Regions from separate parts of the Mus musculus genome. Here all the other regions are linked to region 1. Evidence: chromatin contacts called from public HiCAR-type and promoter capture Hi-C data. All regions are on one chromosome and are shown on one strand. The core of a region is the stretch at or near the end of the contact, and the rest is flanking DNA. Distances in the headings are between cores, read along the strand shown.

Region 1 (3,842 bases), core at 549-3,048:
CATTGTATGCACACTGGTAGGTAAGAGTTCCCTACGGAGAAAGGGCTGTTAACCACTGTAAGCACACACCATGTACTGAAACTCATGGTAAGAAGGGATAACTTATATCTCAGAACCTAAATCCAAACTCCTTCACGCCACCAGTTCAAAGCTTTTGAATGGATCTTTTTTCCCATGATATATGTTTATATCTCACTGCCTAGCTATGGGTGTCCCTGGATTCTACCAAATGATTTGAGCATAAGGAATCTTAAGTTCCAATAAGGGAAGGTTCAATCGTTCCAGACCGAGAATGGGTGAACTAGATTTGATGAGTAAGGTTTACAGAAAATCCTCTGAAAAAAAACTTCCCTAGAAGGCCTCTACAACCTGCTGCTGGGCAGTATTTACCAGGCAGACACCAGGGGGTAGTAAAATCTCACTCTCTTGGTCATTAATAACAAGGAGACTGAAGAGTCTACCTTAACTGGAAGGTTGGAGATAGCTCCACAGTTCTTGCCGGTTAATCACAGGGTTTTCCCTGCTTGAGATTCTTTTTTAACCCTATGAACCAGAGGGCTCGTGTCATCCCCATGAATTAAGTTTCTCCCTTCTCCAGACCCACAGGAAAAGGGGCAGAATGTAGCATCCTAAGATGAAAAGAGCCTGTCATGGAGGCCCTTTCTTCTCCTCCTGCTCCAAGCCTCATCGACTGTATCCACTACCACACGTCTTCTAAATAAACTTTACCCTCTAACTGCAATGCCAACACCTTCACGATCTCTCTGGGAAATGAGTACCTTTCAGATCGCCTCCCAAATGTCCACCTTTTGGACCAGTCTGTGACTCAGAGACAGGCAGGGCAACCCCTTGATGTGCTGCGGTTCCTCAAGCCTTTTTGAGAGACCCCACTCGGCCTTCACTTCCATGTAGAAGTGATACTCGAGTTTGTAGGTGAGGCAAAAAAAAAAAAAAATTAAAGGAGCCTAGCCCCTTTTGTCTGAAGTGTAAGATAATAGTCACTGCCAAAAGCCCTAGCATATGGGCCACTATCGCCCTGCAACAAGAAGGAAAGATCTGACATCAGTACTAAAGCGTGGGGTCTAATCCGGGAACTGTTGCTTCCCCTTCTCTAACCGCAGAGCAACAGGGGTCTAAGGTAGAGAAAAAGGCAAAGGCAGCGTGGAGCAACTCCGCAAACGCCCCCAGACCCTACAGAGGGATCCTGATCCCGGGGCCCTGGCCTCTCAGCCGTGACACATATCCCCCCACCCCACATGCCAAGCCTTTACTTCGTAATTCCCCTCATCCCCCGCCCTCCCCAGGCTGCACACAGGAGCCCATTGTAGTCTCATGGAGCCTTGAGACCCAAGAAGGTGGAAGGGGAAGAAGGGCGGGCAAACGCCCAAGGCTTGGGGGAATACCCTAATTTCCCGGCCTTCAGCTCTACCTAAAGGGAACTAAAGGCTGTGGATCGACCTGGGCCCCAGGACCTTGCCAAGCCTTGCCACGGACCGGAGATGTGTCATGGACCCTAGAGATGGAAGAAGGCTTTTGGCCGCCGGGCAACCTGGGACCTAGGCGGGTCCCCTGCAGGGTCCCGAGCTGAGGCTGAACTGATCCCGCAGAGCGAAGAAGACGCGGGAAACCCGGGGCGTCCTCAGCTGGGCGGTTCTCGGAGGGGGCGGGGCGGGCTGGCAGCAGACAGCCAGGGGAGCGGAGGCGAGGCTTGTGGCCAGGGTTGGGGGGGCTTCTCGGCTGGGGTCCCGGGCTGGGCGGGGCGGTGCAGGCGGCCGTCTCGGCCCTCCCTGGCGGGGCCCCCGCGGCCTGGGCTGCCGAACGAGCGGGGAGAGCCGCGGTCGCCGCGCGAGTTGTCCTGCAGCTAGACCCGGCGAGACTGAGCGCCCGGAGGGAGGCGGTGGCTCACCCGCCCCGCCCGCCCGCCGGAGAGTGGGACACCTCCCGACGCCGAGCCATGGTGAGTCCCGCGAAGCACCCCGGTGTCCCCTCGGCCTTCGCGCAGCCCGCTCCGGGCCCCCAGCCCCGTGCCTCTTGTGCCCGCTTAGCGCTCCTTGGCGCTTCGGAGACTCTCCACCCTCCCATCCCCCCTTCTTTTCTTCGATCTGCGGTCCTGCTGCCTGCTCAGTCCCTACCGAGTATTGCCATGACCCTTTCTTTCTTCTGTGCCACCTCCCCATCCTTCGATGGTCTTTGCACACATCCCACCCCCGGTCTTTTTGGTCCTACCCAGTCTTCTTTTGCTGAGTTTTCCCTCCCCCTCCCTATCTCAGTTTTTCACTCCTGGAGACCCTCTGCGAGTTGGTCTGGCGGCAGCCCTTGAAAGGGCACTGTCCTGGGTCATGAGAACTGACCTGCCTGGAACCACCATTTTCCATCCCAGTCCCCAAACCCGGTGAGATGGGCCCACCCATCCGGCCCTGAGGGACTAGCCACAGCTGTGGCTGGGCCAGGGCCAAAGGGCATGTCCAAAGGGAAATTCCCTCACAGAAAGGGGGCTGTTTGGGGGTGGGTAGGGGGTGTTCCGCAGTACCAATGGGCGTGACGTTGCCAGAGCCAAAACCATAGTTTTTGGGACAAAGTTCCCCGAGGTTCATGCAGCTGCAGGGAACTGAGCTGTTCCTGACAGTGCCTGCCTCAGAGCACTGTCGCTGCAGGGAGGGATCTGGATGGAATCCTGTAGAGCAGAGGCTCGGAGAGCAGCAGCTCAGGGTACCAGAAGCCCATGTCAACCAGAGTGAACACTAAGCCCGGAACTTTCCGGCCAGAAGTACTATGAAGTACTACGGGGAGAGCGCCCACTGCCCAGGCGGGTGCAGCCTATAATGCTCATTGCAGAGTGGAGGAGGGGGAGAGGCCCTGCCAGGGCAATGTCTACGGAGAGTCTGGGAAGCATCACCCTGCTCAGAGGGTTGGAGCAAGACAGGAACTAGGCCAGTGAGCGCTGACTCAGTCTCGCCCGTCGTTTGGTCCCAGCCGACCAGAGGCCTGGTGTCTTGGGCTCCTGCCCACCTCCGCCTGCTCCAGACCCCTCCTCCCCTCCTGCCGAGGCCGTTTCCTGTGGCTGCGACTCTTGTTCAGCCATGAGCTCACCGCCCCTAATGGGTTGCAGCTGCTTCGCTGCTCAAGCAGTAGCTCCCCGGATCCTAACTTCGGAGCTCGGGCCCACCCAACCTCACCCCTACCCTTCTTCCCACCCACGTACACAGTCCTGAGAACACTGAGGGTCTGTCTGCTCGCCCACACCTTGGAGCCAAGTTTGGGCTCTGATAACACAGAATGCTGGTCTCTGGGGTGTCTGAATACCCTAATCTTCCCAAACAGCCGGGATTAAGCAACTCTGGCTGGAGAGATTTCAGAGTAAAATAAGTAATTTTTGTCTTGGGGTGGAAGCAGAACCGTCTGCAATGGGTAGAGAGCTAGTAAATGCAAAGAGAGGTAGAGAAATAAATACTGCAAAATACTTTCCTCATTTACAGCAAAGACATCTGATAAACGGAACTTAAAAAGCCATCTTGAGAGAGATATGGACATGCAAAGAAGTAGACCCCAGAGTTGTTGTTTAGGAAGTGAGTGAAGAAACGTAGCCCAATGAATGATTCACTTAGGGAGTTGGTCAGTACGGGACACGACTTAGTCTTTGAGACAGGTTATCAGACAGAACCCTCTGGAACTAGAAAAAGAAAGAAAAAAAACTGGAATACATAGCATCAGACCACCTCCTCTCTTCTCCAAGAATTTTGGGTATGTCTTTATCTTCTTTCAAATGGCTCCACCATTTGATTCATTGTGGCCAATCCCACAGGTTCTGGGAATGAAAGAAAGGGATGCTATAAAGGCCTGAG
Region 2 (3,842 bases), core at 721-3,220, 2.9 Mb before region 1:
CTACTTCATTGTAACTATTATTATGTTTCTGATTTTGATGAAACAACAACTACAAATGACAGAGTTGGGATCACTCCAGTTATGAGACCTATCAATATGCCTGTGTGTTCTACGAATCTTCCGATTACTGTATCATCATTGGGTTTCTCTCCTACAGAACTGCTGTCACTAAGCTAAACAACTTTAACAACTCCACTAAATGACAAGACTTAGAGAACAAAATACAAATTTCTTCACCCCTTCCCCCCACCCCCACTTTCTTCATCCCTGAGAAAGAAAACACATTTTCGAATAAGTTACTGAAGACATCTTGGTATACGTCTAAAGAAGAAAATATAATTTTCCATCCAAGAGGAAATTGTGGATGTTAAAGAGAATTCACTATAACAGTAGGATAATATACTGTTTTTCTGTTAATAAGTAGCTCGTCATGAAAGTATTATTTAAAGATCCCAAAGCCTGTAAGATATAAAAATTGAAACAAGTAATTACAGAATTACCTAGTATCTTGACCAAGGATACACAGTAAATGAGCAGAATTTTATGACTGGTGAAGCAAATGTTATAATATCTCCAGACATTTACATCTGAGGAACAGCAATAAATTTTTCCTAGGTGTAATTATAACTTTTACTCAAATCACTTTCATTACAACTTACAATTTAGGCATGCTATTTCTCTAAACAAATGCAGTATCTATGCTAGGAATGACTGCAAGTCAACGTTCAGTAACAAAAAAAAGTAACTGAAAAGTTAGATTTTTTTTTTAATGGAAACAATGGCATTTAAAATTCACGCCACAGAACACGCTGATGCTCAATGGATACAATTTTCACCTATGGTGACATTCTTAACTGTGAACTGCAGTGTTCTCTACAACTTACACTTCTGCTGCTATGGAGTAATCACGCCCCAGCGGGGGAGAAGGTGTATTCCTCATTTTTCTTCATATGACTACTTCTATTTTTTTCCACACAAGAAGATACTGTTTCATTGTCTTGTAACCCCATTCCATTATCTCAAACCTCACCGCTTCTGACACTGACACGCCACAAAATCCAACTGTCAAGTTTAAATATTGAAACACTCAAGAAAATGCACCTGAACGCTCCCACAGCTTCTCACAGCCCAAGGATCCTTTAACTAGCAGTCGGAGGGTTCCACAGCAATTAAATGCAGTAAGATGTGTCGCTTCCCTTCCGTGCTGAGGCTAAGTAGGCCTTTATTGTCCTTAAAAGAATCCTCCCAGCCTTTTCGACTGTAAGGTAAGACGGCAGGCACCCCAGGGCCGCTTCTGAGCTTGTCGGAACCTCGGCACCGAGGAGCCCCCCAGAGTCTCCATTCAGATGCCCCCTGTAGCACCGTCGCGAGGATCCGCACAGCAAGACCCGGCTCGCCGGCCCTGGGCTCCGGAGTCAGCCCTGCCCACTGCCCGTCCGGTCTCCGGGACGTCTGGCCGCCCTGCCACCCGAGCCGGCCCAGCGTCCCGCCGCCACCCGCCCCTCCCCCGCCGCCGCCGCCGCCGCCCGCCGAGCCCCGGGACCCACCTCGAAGAGCTCGGCCGTCGTGGCCATGCCGGCCGGCTGAGAGGCTCGCCCCGCGCTCGAGGCCGTCTCCGCTTCACATGCTGCGCCTCAGCGGCGCCGCTCACCAGTCCCAGCTCGGCCTACCGCCTCCGGCCCGGGCTGCGCACCGCTGCTGGCTGCCCCGGTCCTCACACAGCGAAGGCAGAGAGGGAGAGCAGCCATGAAGCGGAGCCGCAGACGCCTGTCAGCTGCCTCCCGGCGCCGCCCGCGCCGCTCCCATTGTCACCGCCTCGCACGCCGGAAGTGGGGCTGCGCGCGCCCGGCCGACTTCGCGGGGCGGGCGAAAGGAGCGAGCGGCGAGCGGGCCGCGGAGGCGCTCGTTTGCGACAGGGTGACGCGTCTTGAGCCTCGCGGGCCGCCGTCCCGGAAGTGGGCGAGAAGAGTATTCCAGTCCCTTGAGATTCCGGGTGTAGGTTCTTAAGACCTTCTGAGGAGTGTTTTAATCTCTTGAAGGGACCGGGAGACTTGAGTCACCTCACCCGGAAGAGCGAGCATCTCCAGTGAGCTCTTGCGGCTCAGGGAGAACCCGGACGTTGCCTGGTACAGCCCATCTAGAAGGCGGGGTCTACTTTGGCTGGATGGCGACCTTAGTTTCTACATCGCTCTGATACTTGGGAGGCTTAACCATGGCCCTGCGGGCAGTGTGGCTCATACGTCACGAACCAGGAACTCCACTTGGAGGCACCGTCAGATTCTCCAGGTAATTGCAAGTCTGGATCCTCAGGCATGATGGGTCCAAGGATGAATCTAAGCAGGAGTTTTTGTGGTGCGCTGAGTCTCAGCTGTCCCAGGAGCAGCTAGCAGGGTGCCCTTGGGCAATTTAGGCTTTCTACGTTTATCTCACTTTGTTGTAAGGAATGAGTTGCTTGTTACATGATGCTACATGTTTTCTAGTATTACTGCTATTGTATCTTTATTTATTTATATATTTGAGACAGGATTCATGTATACCTGGCTGTCCTAGAACTTGATACGTAGACCAGGCTGGCCTTGAATTTACAGATACCTCCAGAGTGCTGGGATTACAGGTGTGGGCCACGACACCCGGCTATACTAATGTATCTTTAAAATTAATTCCATCTGTTTAAGTTTGGTACAAAAATGATTGCTTAAAGAACGTTATAGTTTGCAGCTTCTAGTGGGTGAGCAAAATAGAAGTGTGAAAAATTAAATTACAGTCACCTTTTTATCCAGGTGGCATAAGTGGTTTGGTCCCACCTTTAGAATTTGCCATATCTTACCAAGATAATTCTATGGAGAGGACTCTGCAGTTCTTTATATTAGATATTAACCCCGATATAAAGTATAGCTGGCTAAGTTCCCCCCAGTCTATAGGCTGTCTCGCCACTTTGCTTGTAGTTTTATTTGCTTTGCAGAACTGTTTTGATTTCAGGAGATCCCATCTGTCAGTTCTTGAAGTTGTTACCTGTCTCTTGGCATTATTTCTAAGAAGCCTCTGTGTTAATGAGTAGATGTGTGTTCTTGGAAAGCAGCAATGTATGGTAGAAAGGTGACCAATTTTAAATCTCTTCGAATGTAAACCAGAAAGCATTTGAATGGTGTAACTGAGGAACTCAGTTATTAGGTTTTTGTTGCTGTGGTTTTGAGACAGAGCCTCACTGTGTACCACTGGCTTACCCAGAATTCACTGTGTAGACCAAGCTAGCCACAAACTCATAGATACCCTCCTGCTTCTGGTTTCCAAATACTAGAATTAAAGGAATGCAACAACCATGACCCCCATTAGTTGTTAGTTTTGCTTACATTTCAGTAACACATGTACCTGGTGTCTACCATACTGGATAATGCAGCTCTAGATACTTGAACTGTATGAATCTATGGTTTTCTTTATTTACATTCCTTAATGATAGGGTCCAAGCTGCCTCTACCTTTCAGAACAGTGCTATCTAGTAAACATCCTCAAACAGGGCCTTAGAACATGTCTGTACTGATTTAACAAAATACTGACAAATAGCTTCCCTGAATGCAAACAGAGTCATTAGAAATCAGTGAATTGGGCTGGAGAAATGGCTCAGCAGTTAAGAGCACTGACTGCTCTTCCAGAGGTCCTGAGTTCAGTTCTCAGCAACCACGTGGTGGCTCAAAACCATCTGTAATGTGATCTGATGCCCTCTTCTGGTGTGTCAGAAGACAACTATAGTGTACTCATATACATAAAATAAATAAACACTTAAAAAAAAAGAAATCGATGAATTTCTGTATTTCCCTGACTCTTATTTTAATTTTACCAGTAAA
Region 3 (3,842 bases), core at 736-3,235, 2.9 Mb after region 1:
GCTAGAACTGCACAGAAGTGGAACAGGCTGTACGTTCAGAGCAAAGGACTGAGCAGGAACTCAGAACTGCTGTGGATTCCAGCTGGAACAACAGCACTGACTGCCAGAGGGAAAGGAGGTCATTCTGAGGCATTCATTGTCAAGAGTTCAAACACAGGTCAGACTGATTTAGACTGAAGTCCTCACTCCTCTCCTTGGATGTGTGGATTTGGGTAAATGGTTTAATCCTTCCAAGTCTCAGCTTCCCCTTTTCAAGGAATAAGGATCAAGCAGTCTCAGGAATGAGGTGAGAATAAAACTTATACATGTAAAGAAAGATCTGTGGCTCACACCTGCAATACCATTTGGACTGCTGGCATAGACAGATTGTGAGTTCAAGGTCAGACTGACCTACAAGGAAGAGAGAGAGAGAGAGAGAGAGAGAGAGAGAGAGAGAGAGAGAGAGAGAGAGAGAGAGAGAGAGAGAACAATCAAAACAATCAATTCCCATAATGGATTGCTACTATGATCATTGTGGCTTCTCCGGTGACCACACAGACAAGTGGGAACATCAAGGTTTAGTGGGAGAAGCAAGGGGAAGTAACAAGAAAGAACTGAAGGAAAGAAGCATAATTGGGTTGCCTCTTTCTGGCCTTAACTGGAGTTCCAGAGCTGAAGAAATGGCAACCTTCAGGAGTCCTGGGTGGGGGGAGAGGTGGGAGGATCAGCACACTGATGAGTGCCCTCCTGTGGATCTGCTGTAGTCAGAAAGCTTCTTGCCCTGGAAACTTGCTCTACAGAAAGATATTATCACATGCTGGATAGTGGTGCCTCGGGCCTTTAATCCCATAGTGTCTGAGGCAGAGGCAGGCCAATCCCTGTGAGATCGAGGCCAGCCTGCTCTATAGAAGTGAGTTCCAGGGCAGCCAGGGCTACACAGAGAAGAAACCATGTTTCAAAATACACACACACTCGGTTTTTATATATACATATTTTTACATATATATATATACATAAATGCACATATAAATAGATATATGTATATTATATATACATATATGTGTATATTATAAATATGTATATGGAATATATAAAAATATAAAAATATTTACATATACTATACTGATATACTTTATATTTATATGTATATTGATACATTTATAAATTATATATAACATATATATTTATACTTATAAACATATTTATATTGTATGTGTATATATAAAAGCACATATTTATATAAACATATGTGTATGGATAAATGTATATATAATCCATGTATATGTGAATGTAGATATTCACATGTAAATTATAGATATATGTAATCTGTAAAACAGGTATTAACCCAACATTGGTAACCTGTATTTAGAGAGGGTGTGTAAGATTAGTAAGCTTGTATCAATTTGTGCCTTTTATTGTTTGATTTTTGTTTTAAATAGTAAGAATTAACTCCTGTGGTGGGTAACAAATGAAAAGAAAATCAATCTGATTACAAAAGATGAAGATTGCTTGTGGACACTGTAAACCAAGGCCTGACACCTTGATACCTAGCTGAAACTCCAGCCAAGGAAGAGCCCACTGCATTAAAGGTCCTGAGGGGAAGTATTTTTGTGTTTAGTGTTTCTACTAGCCCCACAAGGGCAAGAGGTTGTTCCCAGCTTAATAGGAACTGCTCTGCTTTTCCTAGGCACGCAATCCAAGCTGGAAAGTTCAACAAGTGCGTGAACAGAAGAGACCTTCCGGAAATGCTGAATTTGCACTGAGCTGCTGAGGCCCGGTGTGTTTCTCTGGGGACACTGCGGGCTTCGCAGGCAGCCGGCACAGGTCACTATGGCCTCTGAACAGCCCTTCAATGGCCCTCTCTTCCTGGAGTTGTGGCTCTTCCCAGCCCTGCCTCCCAGCCCCGCCCCTCTCTCTGGACGCATCTCTGTGTCCCATCATCACCCGGCGCCGGGCCCTCCCTCCCTGCCCTCCCCTCCTCCCTCCTTCCTTCCTTCCCTTCCTCCCTTTCTCCCTCCCTCCCTCCCTCCCTCCCAGCTCCTCCACCAGGAAACAACCGGATTCCGGATCCCGGCTGCGGCCTGACCCGTGAGATTCCTTAACCTGGCTGGCGGGCGGGGTTGGAGACCAGCTAAGGGTGGGGGAATGGGAGGAGCTGGGCCTTTGGGCTGCTCTTGGGGGTACCGGGAATAGAGATGGTGTCGGCAGGAAGCCCGTGGTCCCGGGTTTCCCAAGAGGGCAGTCATTAAACACGGAATCGGTCCCACAGCTGGCAAAGCTTTGGAGGTAGGGGCCCAGTCCCAGGCGCTGCAGTTCCAGTTCTTTCCGGGCCAGACCCAGGCCTTTCCCACCTAGTTCTCTCTCCCTCCCCTTTTCAGGGCTCCACTCTAGCCGGGAGGATGAAAGGCCTCAGCTGGGGGCTCCCTGCCACCAGCACTGGGTCCTAAGAGCTGCCATCCAGGCTGGGTAAGTGTCCTCTTCCTTTCTGCCCCATTACAGCCCTTGGCTTTTCCCATCTTCCTATTCAGCCCCTGTCTCCTCCCTATCTTGTGCCTCTGCCAACATCTTCGCATCATGCTCCTGGGGAGGTCTTAAGCCCCTTCCTATAGCCAAAAAGGGGTGTGTGTGTGTGTGTGTGTGTGTGTGTGTGTGTGTGTGTGTGTGTGTGTGTGTATAGAGGTGGCATACAGCTGGTGCTGTCGTATGAAAGGAATCTGAAGTAGTCTAAAAATAAGATTTCCTGTTGCACACTTAATTTGACATGTTATACGTGGCCAGCTGCTTATGCTCTGAACCTCCCCATGACTTAAATCCGTTGCTCTTTCTTGGCCCTGCCCAGTGCCTCTGAGCATTTCACCTATCTCAGGAGCTTGATCAAATAGGAAATGTCCCTTCTTGCTCTCTGTCAATAATTTCCTTATATTTATGTCAGTCTGTCATCCTTGCCCCTTTCAGCCGCCCGGATGGCGACCCCAGCCTCAACCCCAGACACACGGGCTCTAGTGGCTGACTTTGTAGGCTATAAGCTGAGGCAGAAGGGTTATGTCTGTGGAGCTGGCCCTGGGGAAGGCCCAGCCGCCGACCCGCTGCACCAAGCCATGCGGGCTGCTGGAGACGAGTTTGAGACCCGTTTCCGCCGCACCTTCTCTGACCTGGCCGCTCAGCTACACGTGACCCCAGGCTCAGCCCAGCAACGCTTCACCCAGGTTTCCGACGAACTTTTCCAAGGGGGCCCTAACTGGGGCCGTCTTGTGGCATTCTTTGTCTTTGGGGCTGCCCTGTGTGCTGAGAGTGTCAACAAAGAAATGGAGCCTTTGGTGGGACAAGTGCAGGATTGGATGGTGGCCTACCTGGAGACACGTCTGGCTGACTGGATCCACAGCAGTGGGGGCTGGGTAAGAAGTTCTCAATTGCTGCTCTCCGCATCCCTCTACAAAGTTGGTCTTCATGGGAAAATAGGGCCTCTGATGGGAGGCTGGGGTTGTGCTGGGAAGGGCTGAGTTCCCTTATTTAAGTGGAATCAGACTGAGAGCATCAAGCTCACAGTACTCCAGGGCTACCATGTAGTAGTAGCTGGATGGGCTTCACGGTCCCAAGCAGAAGACTGAATATAGAGTTTTATAAACAGAGAACCTTCAGCGAATAATTGTGACCCCTGCGTACATAGTATGGGTGGTGAGGCCGGTCAGGGATGGGTCATGGCTAGGCAAGCCTTAGCAAAGGATGCCAGTTCTGAACGGAACTTTATTGCCATGGAAGGGATGGGGCTGACATCACGTAGACAGTGCAGAGGAGCCAGGAACGGGGTTCGGAGGGGCTTGTGTGCAGTAGAGCTTCGGCTGGAGCAGCTGGGGATGGGGGCA
Region 4 (3,842 bases), core at 470-2,969, 2.8 Mb before region 1:
ACACGTGTGTTCACACACACACACACACACACACTCACCAACATACACAGGCACACACGTTGGCACACACATCATACAGAGAAAAAAAAAGCAAAGTAGCTTATTTAGTCATTCTCAAATTTATAGCTACTTAATTATTTCTTCCATATTACTGAGAAAACTGAAATATATATGTGTTTTCATGCCTGTTTATACAGGAATGTACTTTTGTAAGACACGAACTCATAAAAGTCGTAGTGTATAGAGGGCACTTTGTACAATACTTGGTAGATACTTACACATTTTATCATCTTTAGAGGCTGAGTCTCTCTGTTTGAGCTGGTGGTGTCCTTTAATAGTCTTAGTGAAAAGGATTGTCACCCTCGTGTCTCAAACCATGCCACAGTGCAGGTTAATCTCACTTGAAATTTATTTTTATTTTTACTTAGTATTTATTTTTAGAAACAGTTTTGCTATGCAGCCCAGGCTTCCTTTGAATTCCATAGCTTTTTACTTTTGCCTTCTGAGTACTTGGATTCCAGACATGTGCTGACTACTGCAGCTCACTTTTTTTTTTTTTCAGTTTAGATTATGGCACAAAGTTGCAAACACCTGTCATAAAAGCCTATCTCTGAAAACATGAATCTTGGGCATACCTGACTAGCTCTATAAATCAGTTGAAATAAATAAAAAAGCTATCTAACACATTTTATTCTTTTTAAACTTGTTATGGGTGTTTGCCTGTATGTAGGCGTATCTGTGCACATTCCTGATGCCCTTGGAGGCCAGAAAAGGCTGTAGCCTCCCTTTGACCTGGGATTACAGACAGTTGTGAACTGCCATTTGGGTGCTGGGAATCTAACCCTAGTGTTCCTTACTGCTGACTCATCTCTTCAGCTCCTACAAGTTAATAAGTAACTTGATTAGTATGCGTGTGAGTTACTCAACTCTCAGATCAGATATGCAGAAAACTACCAGCTGTGGATTAGAGCAGAGGTAACCCACACGCTCAAAGTTTTTACACCTGCTTAGCATATCACATGGGAGGATCCCGTGAACTCTTACCAGGTGCTTCCCAACCTAACACAATTACAACCACAAATCAGGAGTACGCTTGTTAGCCGCCACCATCTCTGTCGCTTCCCCCAGTTGTTGCCTTTCGTTGTCCGGCACCTGTTTGTCACATTTATGCCTTCAATCTTTGGGGTGGAGGAATGGGGCAACAAGACTACTAGCCATTCTTTTGTCCCAACGGGGTAGGTAAAGGTTCTTCTTCTTCTTTTTTTTAAATTGCAAAATGCTATCTTCACAGCTCAATGTTTTAAATTCCCTCTAATTCGCGGTCCAGGCCGGGATTTGCTGCCTTTGTAGCCGGCGCTCCCTGCCCCACGCGCCAGGTCAGAGCAAAAGTTGTAACAGTACAGCTGCATAAAGGCACTAGAGGTTGGATGTCAACAGCCAGCAGCTCCCAGGGCACCTAGCCCTGCCCACCCGGGGAGGCTGCGGGGCGAGTTCCGCAGGAACCTCTGGAACCCCAGGCTAGAGCCCCACCCCCGGCACGCGGCCTCCCGGAAGCCCTCCGGAGACACCTCGGGCCCCGCCCCTGCACAGGTCACCTCCCTCCACGCCCCCTTTTCTGGCCCGGCAGCCGGCAGGCAGGGAAGTGTCGTAAAGCTTGGCCCAGGAAACTTTACCCGGGGTAACAGGCGAGGCGCTTTACGGCGGCGGCGGCGGCCGGGTGAGAGGCTCGGCAGCGGCGGCGACAGCGGTGGCGGTGGTGGCGGCGGAGCGGCCGCGGCGGTGAAGGCGACTGCGGCGCGGCGGTGGCTGAGGGAGAGGAGCGGCGGAAACGGCGGCGGGGAGCGGCGCGGGGTGAGCCGCGAGGAGGGGCGGGTGGGAGGCGGTGACACGGCCGGCGGCGGGGCTCGGGCGGCCAGGGACGGTGGCCGGCGCGGCGGCGTGGGGGCGGCGCGGCGTTGGGGACACTCGGTGAGGGACGGTTTCTGCCTTTGTTCCCCCCGCCTCGGCCGCCCCCGGCCCGCCAGTCCGCGCTGCCTGGCGCCGGTCGGCCGCCTCTCATGGCCTCCTCTCTCGGCTGTGTCGCTTCTAGGATGGCGGAGGTACCGCCTGGGCCTAGCAGCCTCCTCCCACCACCAGCGCCTGCGGCCCCAGCGGCGGCGGAGCTCCGCTGCCCGTTCCCGGCGGGGGCCGCGCTCGCTTGCTGCAGCGAGGACGAGGAGGACGACGAGGAGCACGAAGGCGGCTGCGGGAGCCCAGCGGGCGGCGAGGCGGCGACCTCGGCCAAGGCGCGTTCTTGCCTTCGCTGCCCGCAGCTGCCTCCGGAGCAGCAGCAGCAGCAGCTCAACGGCTTGATCGGCCCAGAACTGCGACACCTCCGGGCCGCGGCGACCCTCAAGAGTAAGGTTCTGAGTGCAGCGGAGGCGGCCGCCCCCGACGGGGCCTCCAAAGTGACTGCCACAAAAGGAGCCGAGGGACACCCGGGGGAGAGACCTCCCCACTCGGTCCCCAACAATGCAAGAACTGCACTCCCCGGCCGGTCAGAGGCAGCGGCGGCGGCGGCGGGGGCGGCGAGCGACCCCGCTGCGGCCCGAAATGGACTGGTGGAGGGCACCGAGCAGCAGGAGGAGGAGGAGATGGACGAGCAGGTGCGGCTGCTGTCTTCGTCTCTGACCACCGGCTGCAGTTTAAGGAGCTCCCAGGGCAGGGAGGCCGAGCCCGGGGAGGATCGGACGATACGATACGTCCGATATGAATCTGAGCTCCAAATGCCTGATATCATGAGACTGATCACCAAAGATCTGTCTGAACCCTACTCCATTTATACGTATAGATATTTTATCCACAACTGGCCACAGCTGTGTTTCTTGGTAAGTGGATGGAATGAAAACAGGGTGAGCCCAGCAGAGATCCAGGCCACTCGGGGCAGGGAGTGTGAGGGCCCGGAGTGTGGCCGTGGATGTATCCTTCATTTTCATAGTACCTTACAGATGGGAGGCGCGAAGGTGCGCACTTTTCCCAGGTATTCCGTGGAACTGTGTGGAAGGTAAGAGCTCGTGATCTGGGTTATCTTGTGACTTTTGGAACAGCAGCAATCCTGTGCAGAGCATGTTTCACATGGGGGCTGTCTTACATCCTGTTTACATTAGCTTCTAATCATGTTTAACCTTCCTCATCCTTAGAGCACTTTGCTGTGATTGAATTGGAACATGGTTTTGATCCGATACAGGCCTTAGTAATAACTCAGTTACAGCCATGGTCGGGGAAGAATATATGCGCTAAATGTGCTTTAGTCAACATGGCTGTCAGCAAACTTGCTGTGGCCACACAGGAGAATGAAATCGCAGGCCCTGTTCATTGATTGTGGACCATTAACAGTTGTAGTCAGCCTGCTTTCAGGTGTGCTATTGCAGAAGGTGTCACTAACACTTCCGGTGCCTGAGAGGGCCCTGAAACTTGAATAGAAGGCCCTTTTGTGGGATGCAGGAAACTTAAGTGTGAAACTACTCAAAAACAGTCTAAAAACTAGTACCATTGGTTAGTGTGGGTATAGCTGCGTGAAGGCTTTTTTTTTTTACTTATATGTAAGCTGAGTATATTTGTCTGTCGGGTAAGATGAATAATTAAGTTTACATTGCCAGCATCAGTAATCTAGTAATCACTCAACAGTAATATTGACTCAGTTTCAGTCTGTATGAAACCTTTAATTAGACTTGAGGTGTCAGCCGTGTGTGGCGAGCACAGGCTTAGATGTTTACTAAAGGCACATATTTAGGAGAGTAAAGTTCCCACGTCTATTTATTGTTTTAACCCTGACATAGTTGCACTCAGTCTTCCTTGCAGTA
Region 5 (3,842 bases), core at 522-3,021, 2.7 Mb after region 1:
TTGGTCCCGACCTTCCCAATTACTGGCTGCCATTGTCCACGATCTCTGTCTCAGGCTTGGCCTGTTCAGGACTCTGGGGACCTAGAAGGGTGGGCGGGGCCCTTAGGGTCTGGTGCCCACAGTCTGCCAGGCAGGCTCAGCTGCAGCCCCCGACACCCTTGATGAGGCTAGCAGCCTCAGGGATCTGGCGGAAGAGGTTGCGCAGAGTGTCTAGCTCCTGAGTGAGCTGGTCTACGCGGTTGCGCAGACGCTCGTTTTCAGCCATGTACTCCAGGACCTTCTGCTGAGTCTCCATAATGCGCCTCTTGGCCTTGTCCCGGCTCTTGCGCACCGCGATGTTGTTACGTTCACGTCGCAGTCGGTACTCCAGGCTATCTTTGTTCACTGCCTTCTTGCCCTTGTGTGAGGGGCCAGCAGGGGAGGGTGCCTTGAGAAGGGGACTGCAGGGAGGGGCAGCAGCTGCCACAGGGGCCTGGAGGGTAAGGGGGACAGAGAGGTGAGGGTCCACCAGGAGGCAGAGTGAAGGCTAAGCAGGAAACCCAGCAGGGAGAGCATATGTGAGGCCTCAAAGGGATACAGGACTCCCAGAGAGCTCCGATCTCCCAGGCATCCATCTCCCTGTCTCTGTGAAGGACCGTAACCCAGATACATATGGTCCTTGGTCTGAGACCAAAGCTTTCTATCATGCTCTCATTATTCCCTTCCCTTTGGTTTGTCTGTAATAAGTCTCCCGTTCTAAAATTCTAGTCAGCCATGTTTCCTCATCCAAAAGCAGGCAGCAGAGAAGCAAGAGGTATAGTGCACAGCAGGAAACCTGGTCCTGCCTGAGATCAGGGCAGAGCAGCTATTACAAGTGTCTTCAGGACACAGCCGAGTTCTAAGAAATAAATTCACAGAGTTGGGAAACAGGACCTTGGGGTAGGGCATGTTCACAGAGGAGCACCAAACATAGACTTGTTAGGGAAGCCCAGTAGTCAGAATTCCCTCAACCACCCACCTTGCTCCACCCTGGGGGGAAGAAGCGGGGAGAGCTACCTTGGTCTTACCTTGAGGACACGCAAGGGCTGGCCAGGTGCTGCCAGGGTCGGGGGGAGGTGCACGGCTGTCTGCCCGCAGTGTGCCACTTGGTACTGCAGGGGATTGTAGCTGCCTCGACTGGTGCCTCGGTTGCCCTCTGGCCCACGAGGCTCCTCCTTCACCGCCACAGCCCTGGGGTCGTAGCTCCCTGGGTTGCTGTAGATGCCAGGCCCCAAAGCCTTCCTATCTGGGCCAAATGTGTGTGAGGGATAGGCGAATGGCCGAGGGTCAGCCGGCAGGTAGTGAGGAAACGAGGGGGCTCCTGGGCCCTTAAGGCTTCGGGCTTCAGGCGTTGGCTTCATGGCAAAGAGGTCAGAAAGTAGCTGTTCTTCCCCAGACTCGATGTAGGCGGAGAGGTCGATGGAGGCCTCATGCTCACACATGTCCCCCAGCTCCCCGGGCCCAGCTCGACCCCCTGAGAACTCAAGTGGCTGCTGGCCACCCCGAGGCTCGCACTCATAGTAGGTCCCGTGGGACATGGCCGGCCCGCCCCCTTGGCTCCCCGCCCCTGGGTCCTGTGCTGGGGGCGCCCGCCCGTTGGGATGCTCAGCCTGCCCTTTCTTGGATCTCCCCCGGTCCTAGATTTGCCCTAGGTTTGCCCTCTCTGGTCTTCTCCGTCACCAACTCCTACGTGGCTTCTCTCCTCCTCTGCTTCCCTTTCCTTCTGTAGTCAGTACCTCTTCCTTTCTTCCCTTTTCCTCTCTCTCCTTGGGGTGACTAAGGGAGGGGCAGGGCACACCCCGGAGGGAGGGGTGCTTAGCAGTTAGGGCGCTCTTTGCGAAGGCCCCAGCCACAGTCCAGAAGTTGCTGTTTGAGAAAATGGCCCTTTTTGCCCTGCGAGTTCAAGGGATTCTAATCCCTTGCCCAGAGTAGCTTCTCTGAATATCTGTCTTCCTCCGATTTCCAAAGAGACCTGTGCAGAGTGAGGTGTCAAGCCAGAGCCAATAGACAAAGCATTCCCCCAGTGCCAACTTGGTCTAAACTCCTCCCTTGATGCATCTTCCTCCCTGTCCCGTCCCCCCCCCTCCCCGCCCCCACCCCCAAGTCCTGAACTCCACCTACCCCGGGGTAAGTCAGTTCCTTCTGTAGCCCCACCTCCCAAGACATTTTTCTCTGTGTAGACCATCATTGTTTGAAGGGTTTGGGAAGTAGTAGTAGATTCTAGGACCAAGCTACCCCTGGCCCTAGTACAGGGTATGCCCATTTGCTAGTTTTGAGACAGGGTCTCACGATGTAGCTCAGGCTGGCCTTGAACTCACAGAGTTCTGCCTGCCTTTGCCTCCAGAGGGCCCCTATTAAGGTTCTTCGGTTAGGTCTTTGCACAGGGCTTGTGTGCATGTCTCCAGATCTGGCTATGGCTAGCAGCCTGGCACAGTCCGGGGCTGCCAGGACATAGCTGAGGTTTCTGGTCAAGACATGGGTCCTGTACCTCAGGCCCAGGCAAGCTGCAGCCTCAGAACCAACAGAAAGGATCTGCTGGAGGTCCCAGTTGCTCCACCCTAAAAGCTGTTCTGGCTGACCCCACCCGCGCTGGCCTGAGGCTCTGCCTCCTATTTCCTGTGCCCTGAGCTGCATGCAGGCCCTTGTTTTCTGACCTGTGCGTGTCTCTCGGGTCCACTTCCTCTTGTAGGCTTGAGAAGTCTTCTCTCTTGTCCTCACCTCTTCCTGGGGCTGTTTCGGGGTCCGAAGGAGAAGCTGGTAGCTGCCTGCCCGCCCTTCTTGATCTTCTACTAACCCCCAAAGTTCATTTTTCTGTTTTGTTCGGAACTTCCTGCTCTCTCCAGTTTGGTTGTGGCCCTGCTTCAGACACGGTTCTGGATTTACTGACAAGAAAAGAACACAGAGACATGAGAAGTGTGTCACTTTTCAGTTGTTTGTTTTTTTTTAGGTTGAGCCTCCCTTTTAGCCTAGCCTGGCCTTGAACTCTCATCTTCCTGCTTCATTCTCCACGGAGCTGAGTTGATAGCTGTGCTACCATACCTTCCTGGCTCTTTTATTGCAAACAGATGTTCTAGGGGGAGGGACAGAATTTTTAAAATGAATTTATTTTCATTATTCTAAAGTATGTGAGTGTGTGTGTGTGTTGTGTGTGTGTGTGTTGTGTTGTGTGGTATGTGTGTGTGTGGTGTGGTGTGTGTGTGTTTGTGTGGTGTGTGTGGTGTGTGTGTGTGTGTGGTGTGTGTGGTGTGTGTGTGTGTGGTGTGTGTGTGTTTGTGTATGTGTGTGCACACTTCCAGGTACCCATGGAAGCCAGAGACATCAGATCTCCTGGAGCTGGAATTACAGGCAGTTGTGAGGCACCCAGTGTGAATGCCTGGAGTCAAACTCAGGTCCTCTGGAAGAGCAGTGAGTGCTCTGAACCCTTGAACTCTTTCTCCAGCCCTAAGAATAGAACAGTTTCTAAGCTGGGTATTCCAAGGATCGGGTAACTGTGAGGGGTTACAGTGGAGGTAAACTTTGATAGGATATGTATGTCATTGAACACTAAAATAAAACTGTAAATGTGACTTGTCCACAAGTTAGAGAAAGTACCCTTGATGAGTCCTCCATCCCATCCCCTCTAACTCCACAGTCCACCTCACGTGCTCTGAGCACAGCCTGAAGTATGTCCAAAATATGCTTCCCTCCAAAGCCCTGGCCAGGCAGGGGGAGAGCCAGCCGTATCATCGTATCATCGACGCAAAGCACCGGAAATACTGGGGCGATTTGTGCTCTTTGCTCTACAGGTCCCTTGTCAAATAGGTACCAAGGCTGGGAGATTTCAG
Region 6 (3,842 bases), core at 393-2,892, 2.5 Mb after region 1:
AAAGGGAGGAGATGTTTCAAAAGGCTAAGGAGCAGCCGGGCGTGGTGCCTTTAATCCCAGCACTTGGGAGGCAGAGGCAGGCGGATTTCTGAGTTCGAGGCCAGCCTGGTCTACAAAGTGAATTCCAGGACAGCCAGGGCTACAGAGAAACCCTGTCTCGAAAAAAAAAAAAAAGGCTAAGGAGCACTTATAAAAACCTATGGTTACCAAGGTCACCGCTCCAAGTATACATCTATTACAGAATATACTTTGTATAGCAAACTTATGAATAAAATAAGAATCACATTGGTTTCAGTTGTCAAAGTGACTCCCGGGAAGAGGAACCTAAATTGAGGAGTCACCTCTGCCAGATTAGTCTATGGCCATGTCTGTGGGGCATTTTCTTGGTTGCTAGTTGGTATGGGGTCCTGGCCCACTGTAGGCAGTGCTACTCTGGGCAAGGGCCCTGAACTATATAAAGTCAGCCAAGTGATCCAGACTCGGCAGGATTTCTGGCCAAGCTCCTTTCTTGTGTTCCTGCCTTGGCTTCCCCTGATGGTGCTCTCTAGCCCGTTAGCCAAATAAACCCCTTCCTGCCAAGTTTGTTTCTAGGTTTTATCACAGCAATAGAGAAGCAAACCAGAACAATAGGCTATGAGTGGAAACTGAAGGGGCTGTAGAGTTAAGAGCGTGCGTTCTGTAGACCCCTTCAGATCCTGCTCAAGGGCTGATCACCAGGGAAGTGGTACTACAACATATTCTCAGAGTTACTTGTAGTTTCTTCCATGGGAGAAGTTCACGGAGAATGGCAAAATATATCACCAATTAAAAAAGGTTGCGTGTATTTATGAGAACACAAGCCACTTTGTTTAGAGACCGTGGGTTGTCTAGGCATTGGGAATCTAAAGGTGGCAATCATACAAAGTGACACTTTGCAAGAATGCTTTGGGGACAGGCCAACCACCAACCCTTCTAAACCTTAGTTATGAAAAGGAAGAGAGATACTTGGCAAAATAGGGTGAAGCAGAGAGGCACGGTGTGTGCAGAAGGAGGCTGCCGGGAATGGGGACCCAAGAGAAAAGGAAGCTGGGTAGACAAGGAACAGTCAAGGAGTTGCCGGTTCTGGCTTCCCATAGATTAACCCTGGCTGTGCTGGCCTAGCGGTGAAGGCGAAACGAAGCTGCACAAGGAGGCTTCCCTTCCTCAGAGCTCTCATCTGCCTGAGGACTTTTGTAGCTCCTGAAGAGGCCGAGTGAAGGACCTAGACAGTAGGGTGGCCATTCTCCAGCTTCACATCCCTTGATTCATTTCTGTCTTTCCATTTAGTCTTTAGTCGTCTGTCACACTCTTTAGCCACTGAGCACCCACCCTAAGCTGGACGATGGGGTGGGGGCTGGAAACAACAGACAAGGTTTATAGTCTTGGACACTGGAGCAGAAGTCCTCTGGCTCTCAGGGTCCCTGCCTCCTGCCACTCTCAACTCCTTTATCTGCAGCCCCCTGCCTCCACACCGCCCTCTGAAACCTTTTCTTCCGTCCCCCTGACTGCTCTGTTCTGCCCGTATGCCAAGCTGTGCCTATGCAGGGAGTATGCTCCCAGAGGGAAGTGACACAAAGAAAAAGGAGGGAGACAGAAGGAGGGAATCCCGCTTACATCACTGCTCATTAGCATATGTGACCTCATCAGGAGGCGGGACAATTTCCCCAGGTGTCTGGAGCGGGGAGGGGTGGGGAATATGATGGGGGGGGGCAGTATTTAAAGGGAAAAGCTGACAGTGCTGCTGAGTGAGGAACCGGTGCTCTGAGCCGCTGGGCTGCACTCGCACATGCACGCCGATGCACACGGACCTTGACACCGACATGGACATGGACACAGAAACCGTAGCACTTTGTTCTTCCAGCAGCCGCCAGGCCTCCCCACTGGGGACACCCACACCAGGTGAGGGCTAAGGGGAGTAGGATGTGGCTAAAGCTGTGGGTGGGGGAGCTGAAGCTTTGGTGGGAAGGTCTGGGCAGGATCCAACGAGAAGGGAAGAGCAAATGCGGCAAGGGAGACCCCTGCACTTTTGAGGTCCGGACGGCCAAGGGGAAGGGGGAAAGCTGCCAGGGTGCCCCTCCCCCAACGCTCCCAGGGCTTCGCCAGAGAAACTGGCACTTGGCCCCTAGGTTAACCTCAGCCCTGTTAGGCAGAGCCTGCCAGAAGGGAAGGGGGAAGAAAAGAAGCAGCCCACAAACCTAGGAATCCCCAGCTAAGGGGGCTTCCCTGGGGACCTGTTGTAAGGGCTTCTTCTAGCTCCATCGTTGGCTGCCTGCCAAATATTGATCCTGTGCTATTTATAGCCTCGCTCCATCCCCCTTTGTTGTGTCTGTTGTTGTTCCTCTAGTTACCCCAACCCCTGAATTGTCATCCTCCTCACACACACTCTCCACCGCTACCTCCCCACGAACACAACATTGTCTCCCACTCGCCAGGACAGGCAAGGATCCAGGAGGATTCTCTCTCACACACAAACACTCACGCATGCGATGCTCACCTACCTACGGGGACACAGGAAACAGTACGCTCCCCTTCTTTAGCCCTCCTCCCCCAGACCTAGAAATAAGGTCCCTGCGGAGTTTCTGATTCTGCCTACACCTGCCAGTCTGGGACTGGGGTGCAGGAAGAAATAGGAGGCAGGGCCCATTAGAGGGAAGATATAGCTTCCCAACTCACTAGGCCTAATGTAGGGGCGTGCCTATGACGGTGTAAGGTGTGAGTGGTGTGTAACCCTGTGCACAGGACCTCCCTCAGTGACACAAGTTTTGATCATGTTGTGGCTAGGATCAACATGGGAAACTATCATGCCAGCGCCTTGAAAGTTCATTGCTTTTGAGTTTCAGGGGAATTTTTAGTGCACAAGGCTAGACTAATGACTCTCAGCTCTTTTGGGGTCACGCTCTTTATCTGGGTGTAGCTGAAGAAGCAGCCTGAATTAACCGCTCATCCGATGTCTAGATATATCTCACCCATGGCTTCCTTCTCTCCCCCTCCCTAGAAGCAGATACTACACTTCTGAAACAGAAGCCAGAGAAACTGTTAGCAGAGTTGGACCTGAGCGGGCCTCCTCCTGCTCCTGGGGTCCCCAGACGAAGAGGAAGCATGCCCGTGCCCTACAAACACCAGCTGCGGCGGGCCCAAGCTGTAGATGAACTTGACTGGCCACCCCAGGCCTCCCCCTCTGGCTCCTCTGACTCCTTGGGCTCAGGGGAGGCAGCCCTTACCCAAAAAGATGGCGTCTTTAAGGTCATGCTCGTGGGGGAGAGTGGCGTGGGCAAGAGCACTCTAGCGGGCACTTTTGGAGGTCTCCAGGGAGACCATGCTCACGAGATGGAGAACTCAGGTATTCAGGGGCACCCTGGAGGGCTCTAGTCAGGCATGAAAGTGTTTGCATTGTGAACAGTCCCTGGAGGACAGAATCTAAGAGAAATTTCTCCATTGCTTTCTATGAAGTTTGCCTGGAGGCGACTCCCTAATGTCAGGAGGTGTTCCTGGACACCAGGTCTCACACGTGTTGGGGAATCTCCTCATGTTTTCTTCCTTCTTTCCCAACAGAGGACACCTATGAGAGACGGATCATGGTGGACAAAGAAGAAGTGACTTTAATTGTTTATGACATCTGGGAACAGGTGAGGACTAAGATGTGTCTGACTCTGCAGGGACTGGGGAAGAGCAGTCTGGCTGAAGCTGCTGGCATTACCCATCCTGGCTCCAACCATGGCTAGCAATGACTCTGCATTACCACATCTCAAGGGGGAAAGGCCCACCTTGGCAGGCCTATCTTGGCTCAGAGCTGTGATACCCACCATTTTCCTAGGACCTTTTGG
Region 7 (3,842 bases), core at 859-3,358, 2.4 Mb after region 1:
CACACCCAACTGCATCTGACAGCTTCTGTATTTCGTTAGCAATTAGGTTTTCTAATGTATAATAATCAAATATCCTGTAACAGAGAACTAAGAACTCAAGAGTTTCTAGACCAGTCTGGGTTACAGAGCAAGACCCTGTCTCATAATGGGAAAGGAAAGGCTAGGGAGGAAAGATGGAGGAAATAAAAAAGGGAAAGGAAGGAAAAAGGAGTTCCTCAAAGGCAAAAATAAATACCAAAGAGAATAAAGCAAGCCAGGCATGGTGGTACTAACTGGTAATCCCAGTATTCAAAAGGCTGATTGATGCAGGAGCATTGAGGGCAGCCAGGGCTACCTAGCAGGCACTGGGTCATCCAGAGCTACTTAGCAAGATGCCTATCTCAAAAGAGGTGCTGGGGAGAAAGGAAGCTCTAGCTTATAGGTTGAATATCCTTTATTTGAAATGCTTGGTATTGTTAGCATCACGGGCCTTGATCGGTCTTGTTTCTACTGTCAGCTAAAGAATTAATAGGCAGGAAATCCTCAGATGTGACAGGTAGCAGTGGAGAAATCTCCAACATCGCAAACAGCTCAGACAGAATCAGCAACTGAAGAAAGGCTTTATTGAAGGGTGAAGCAACATATACATGCATCACACACAGAGAAAAGTGCCTTTGCAAAGCCAAGAAGGGGGACTCAGAAGACTGAAAATCTAGTCCTTTTCCAAGGCTGGAGTTTTTAAGTCTCTGAAGTTTTCCTCCCCTAATTTAGGGTTGGTAAATTTAAAGAGAAAAAGGATGGCTGATTGGCCCACAACTGTCTTGGAACATGTACCAATCCAGCCTTGAATTCCTGGAGTCAGTCTATCAGCAGATCTACTGGGAGGGAGAGAAAGCCCACAAGATTCTTTGTTTTATGCTGCCAGGCTTTTGTCTCAGGCTAGGAGGAGAGGAAGAAACCAGACATCGTGGAAATTCATCATTATCTAGTCATGGTCTTTTATCTGTCTGCCTACCAGGGAATCTGTCCAACTCTTGGGCCCTTAATACAGAAATGCCTGATTTGGGAACATTTGAATATATGTTTGTTGGGGATGGACCTGAATTCTAAGCATAAAATTCTTTCATGCTGAATGTTATTTTTGAGTATGCTAAGGATGAATCCACAGTCTAAGCATGCTAGACAAGTATTCCACCACAGCATCATCGCCAGCCCTTAGTGCACCTGATTTTTTTTGACAAAAATTCCGTCATGACTTCGGGTGTGTAATTCTCCATCGTAGCATCATGTTTGGATTCAACAGGTTTGGTTTGGGAGCACTTCAGTTTCCAGGTTTAATCCACTCAAAAAGTATACCTAACTCATGAGAATGTGTGGTTTAAAATTAGAATCAGAGTCACCTTACATCCCTGCATTCGGGAGCAGAGGCAGATGTATCTCAATGAGTTCGATGCCAACCTAGGCTACATACTGAGTACCATAGTTACATGGTGAGACCTTGTTTAAAAAAAAAAAAAAATAATAACTGGCACCAGTACAACTTCCTCAAAAAAATGTTTAACAGTGTCCTCAGATCCGTGCTTCCATACATAGTCTTGCAAATGACATATACTTCCCTTCCCACCACTGGGCTGCACTATTAGTCATGTCTGTGATCATTTGTCTTCCTAGACTCAAATGCCTTATCTGGACTGTTTTTTAGCTACCCCTATAATCTCCTAACCCATTCACCACTTCTTCGACTCCGTTGGATGAGAACCAAATTTTTCCAACTCGTTCTACACTTGATCATATCAGAAAACAAACGTTAAAATGAAGCAGAAGGCTGCACAATGAGGTTCGTTGGATGCGACACTTCTGAGTTACCCTAAATTTCCCAAGTCTGGAGAACGTCCGGGAAAGGACTTGGAAACAGCTGCGAAGGATTCGGTCACAGGTATCTCAACCACCTCGGAGGGTGCAAGATGCACGCGCGGGGCAGTTCCTCCTGTTCAGAACACTCAGCCCACAGCTGACTCCCACTTCCGTACGATAACGCAAGATGGTGGGACCGGCGATTGAAAACCACATTCAAGATGTCGGCTTCCGGTTTTCCCGGCAGCGTCCCGCGTGGCTGCCGGGGCCACGCCCACTTCCGGTTCCCTTGCTCCGGCATGGCTGCCTTAGGGACCTGGCTGTCCAGTGAGTGATTGTGGGGTTGGGGACACGGGAGCCGCGGGGCGACCAGCCCTCTAACTCCCTGCTCTTCCATTAGGTGTCCGGAGATTGCACTGCAGCGTAGTGGCGCGGGCCGGTGGCCAGTGGCGACTCCAGTGAGTGCCGTGCCGGGCGGGGGCGCGGCGGGACCTAGTATCCCGCCGCGTCCTCACCCACACTGTCTCCCCCACCCAGGCAAGGGCTGGCTGCCAACCCTTCCGGCTATGGGCCCCTCACGGAGCTCCCTGACTGGTCCTTCGCGGGTGAGCCTTGATGTCAAGGGTTTTTTGTTTTTGTTTTTTTTCCTCCGAGACCACCGGGGTAAGGGTTGGGGGCGTGTCTGGGAAAATAGTGAACCTTTTACTTGAGTTGGAGGACTGCAGCTCTACCTTTGCCTGACTGTGTAGCCGGGTGTTAGTTCACCCCTGAGGTTTTAGGTTTGGAGAGCTGAGGCAGAGGGATTGCTGTGAGGTTAGTGCTATGTAAGGAATCCTTGATTATCCTGAACTACAGAATGAGACCCTGTGTATCAATCAAGAAATAGTAATTGGCTAAGGAAAGTTAGCTGTCAGGATCGTATCCTGAAGGTATAAGGAAATACTAACGTGGGCTGTTCTGGGCTTGGAAGTATGTATGACTTTTATCCTCTCAGAAGGATAAAACTCTCACATGTGTGGTGAGTGTATTTTGACAATTCGTTTGCAAATGTACAAGGAATTCTTTGAAAAGCTGCTGAAAAGAACACCGAAGATCCCTACAAGTCTGAAATGGCAGACTCAGTACAGAGAAGTCTTTTTCTCTTTAAAAAAAAAAAAAAAAAAAAAACTTATGGACTGAAGGATGCCTTTAAAATGCGGTGCCTGTTCTTCCGGAGGACATGGGTTCGATTCCCAACACCCACAGGGTGACTCACAATTGCTTGTAACTCCAGTTCCAGGGGATCCAATGTCATCTTTTCACTTCCACCTTTACCAGGCACCCACATGGTGCACAGACATACATACAAACACAACACCCAAGCACATAAAAATAAAACTTTAAAAAAAGCAAAATTAAAAGAGAGTAGTGACGCATGCCTGCAATCGGCACTCACGAGGCAGAAGCACTGAGAGCTAGGGGATAGCCTTGGCTACATAGTGAAACCTTGCCTCAAAAATCAAGAGTGAGGGAGAAAAAAAACCCTATATTTCATTATACAATGAGATGAAGTTTAGCAAAGAGACACATTGAGTGAAGGGTTTCTGAAGAGAAAAGTGAGTTCAGCTTGGCAGACGGCCCTAGGTCCATGCTAATGACAGGGTTAAATGATAGGAAGAGCGTGCCTATGAAGTCATTTCGTGATTCTGTTGGACCTCACCTCTGAGGCTAGGTGAGTTTTAGTTGTGGTTGTGAACTGGGATCCTCCTCAGTATTGTTTTTGATGAGCAGAACTGGGCCCTGAACCTACAGCCTCACGCACGCCAGCATCCACCCAACCAACCATAGTCAGGGTGACCTGGAAAAGTGGAGCTAGGGGCTTACTCTTCTCCAATCCCTATCACACCAGTGTTTGGACAGGATCCCCAGACCACATTTAACACTATGCCTTTTGTTTACTTTTGTCTGTAGATGGCCGCCCTGCACCCCCAATGAAAGGCCAACTTCGAAGAAAAGCTCAAAGGGAGAAG

The links. Promoter capture Hi-C pulls out the DNA fragments that hold promoters and counts their contacts. HiCAR-type assays count read pairs that join an accessible place to other places.
Region 2: a contact with region 1 is called in a HiCAR-type map of astrocytes, with 2.9 times the contacts expected there. The contact joins the promoter of Ap5m1 here to the promoter of Arhgef40 in region 1. A contact is called at or near these places in 1 of 39 promoter capture datasets (hippocampal neurons) and 1 of 115 datasets of contacts at active chromatin or transcription factors (astrocytes).
Region 3: a promoter capture Hi-C map of the 3T3-L1 cell line shows a contact between it and region 1, with 4 times the contacts expected there. The contact joins the promoter of Bcl2l2 here to the promoter of Arhgef40 in region 1. A contact is called at or near these places in 2 of 39 promoter capture datasets (the 3T3-L1 cell line and liver).
Region 4: a promoter capture Hi-C map of hippocampal neurons shows a contact between it and region 1, with 3 times the contacts expected there. The contact joins the promoter of Naa30 here to the promoter of Arhgef40 in region 1. A contact is called at or near these places in 3 of 39 promoter capture datasets (cranial neural crest, hippocampal neurons and liver).
Region 5: a contact with region 1 is called in a promoter capture Hi-C map of cranial neural crest. The contact joins the promoter of Cebpe here to the promoter of Arhgef40 in region 1. A contact is called at or near these places in 6 of 39 promoter capture datasets (the 3T3-L1 cell line, cranial neural crest, hippocampal neurons and 2 more).
Region 6: a contact with region 1 is called in a promoter capture Hi-C map of liver, with 5 times the contacts expected there. The contact joins the promoter of Rem2 here to the promoter of Arhgef40 in region 1. A contact is called at or near these places in 2 of 39 promoter capture datasets (cranial neural crest and liver).
Region 7: a contact with region 1 is called in a promoter capture Hi-C map of second pharyngeal arch cranial neural crest. The contact joins the promoter of Mrpl52 here to the promoter of Arhgef40 in region 1. A contact is called at or near these places in 6 of 39 promoter capture datasets (the 3T3-L1 cell line, hippocampal neurons, liver and 2 more) and 1 of 115 datasets of contacts at active chromatin or transcription factors (bone marrow-derived dendritic cells).

What each region holds. Positions count from the first base shown.
Region 1 is chr14:51,983,035-51,986,876 of GRCm38.p6, forward strand. Arhgef40 (Rho guanine nucleotide exchange factor (GEF) 40) reads left to right here and starts at 1,799. Exons shown (of 24, transcript NM_198249.4): 1 at 1,799-1,957. The coding sequence starts at 1,955. It overlaps Gm16617 (predicted gene, 16617), which reads right to left. Exons shown (of 3, transcript NR_045728.1): 3 at 3,355-3,805.
Region 2 is chr14:49,064,579-49,068,420 of GRCm38.p6, forward strand. It overlaps Ap5m1 (adaptor-related protein complex 5, mu 1 subunit), which reads left to right and starts at 1,971. Exons shown (of 8, transcript NM_144535.5): 1 at 1,971-2,286. The coding sequence starts at 2,213. It overlaps Exoc5 (exocyst complex component 5), which reads right to left and starts at 2,089. Exons shown (of 18, transcript NM_207214.3): 1 at 1,548-2,089. The coding sequence starts at 1,574.
Region 3 is chr14:54,881,440-54,885,281 of GRCm38.p6, forward strand. It overlaps Bcl2l2 (BCL2-like 2), which reads left to right and starts at 1,986. Exons shown (of 4, transcript NM_007537.1): 1 at 1,986-2,067; 2 at 2,358-2,445; 3 at 2,935-3,374. The coding sequence starts at 2,943.
Region 4 is chr14:49,170,527-49,174,368 of GRCm38.p6, forward strand. Naa30 (N(alpha)-acetyltransferase 30, NatC catalytic subunit) reads left to right here and starts at 1,720. Exons shown (of 5, transcript NM_027492.2): 1 at 1,720-1,851; 2 at 2,090-2,867. The coding sequence starts at 2,091.
Region 5 is chr14:54,710,403-54,714,244 of GRCm38.p6, forward strand. It overlaps Cebpe (CCAAT/enhancer binding protein (C/EBP), epsilon), which reads right to left and starts at 1,772. Exons shown (of 2, transcript NM_207131.1): 1 at 1,047-1,772; 2 at 1-472. The coding sequence starts at 1,556. The coding sequence ends at 137.
Region 6 is chr14:54,474,458-54,478,299 of GRCm38.p6, forward strand. It overlaps Rem2 (rad and gem related GTP binding protein 2), which reads left to right and starts at 1,643. Exons shown (of 5, transcript NM_080726.3): 1 at 1,643-1,917; 2 at 3,014-3,358; 3 at 3,571-3,644. The coding sequence starts at 1,815.
Region 7 is chr14:54,424,801-54,428,642 of GRCm38.p6, forward strand. It overlaps Mrpl52 (mitochondrial ribosomal protein L52), which reads left to right and starts at 2,109. Exons shown (of 5, transcript NM_026851.2): 1 at 2,109-2,160; 2 at 2,234-2,291; 3 at 2,371-2,438; 4 at 3,784-3,842. The coding sequence starts at 2,133.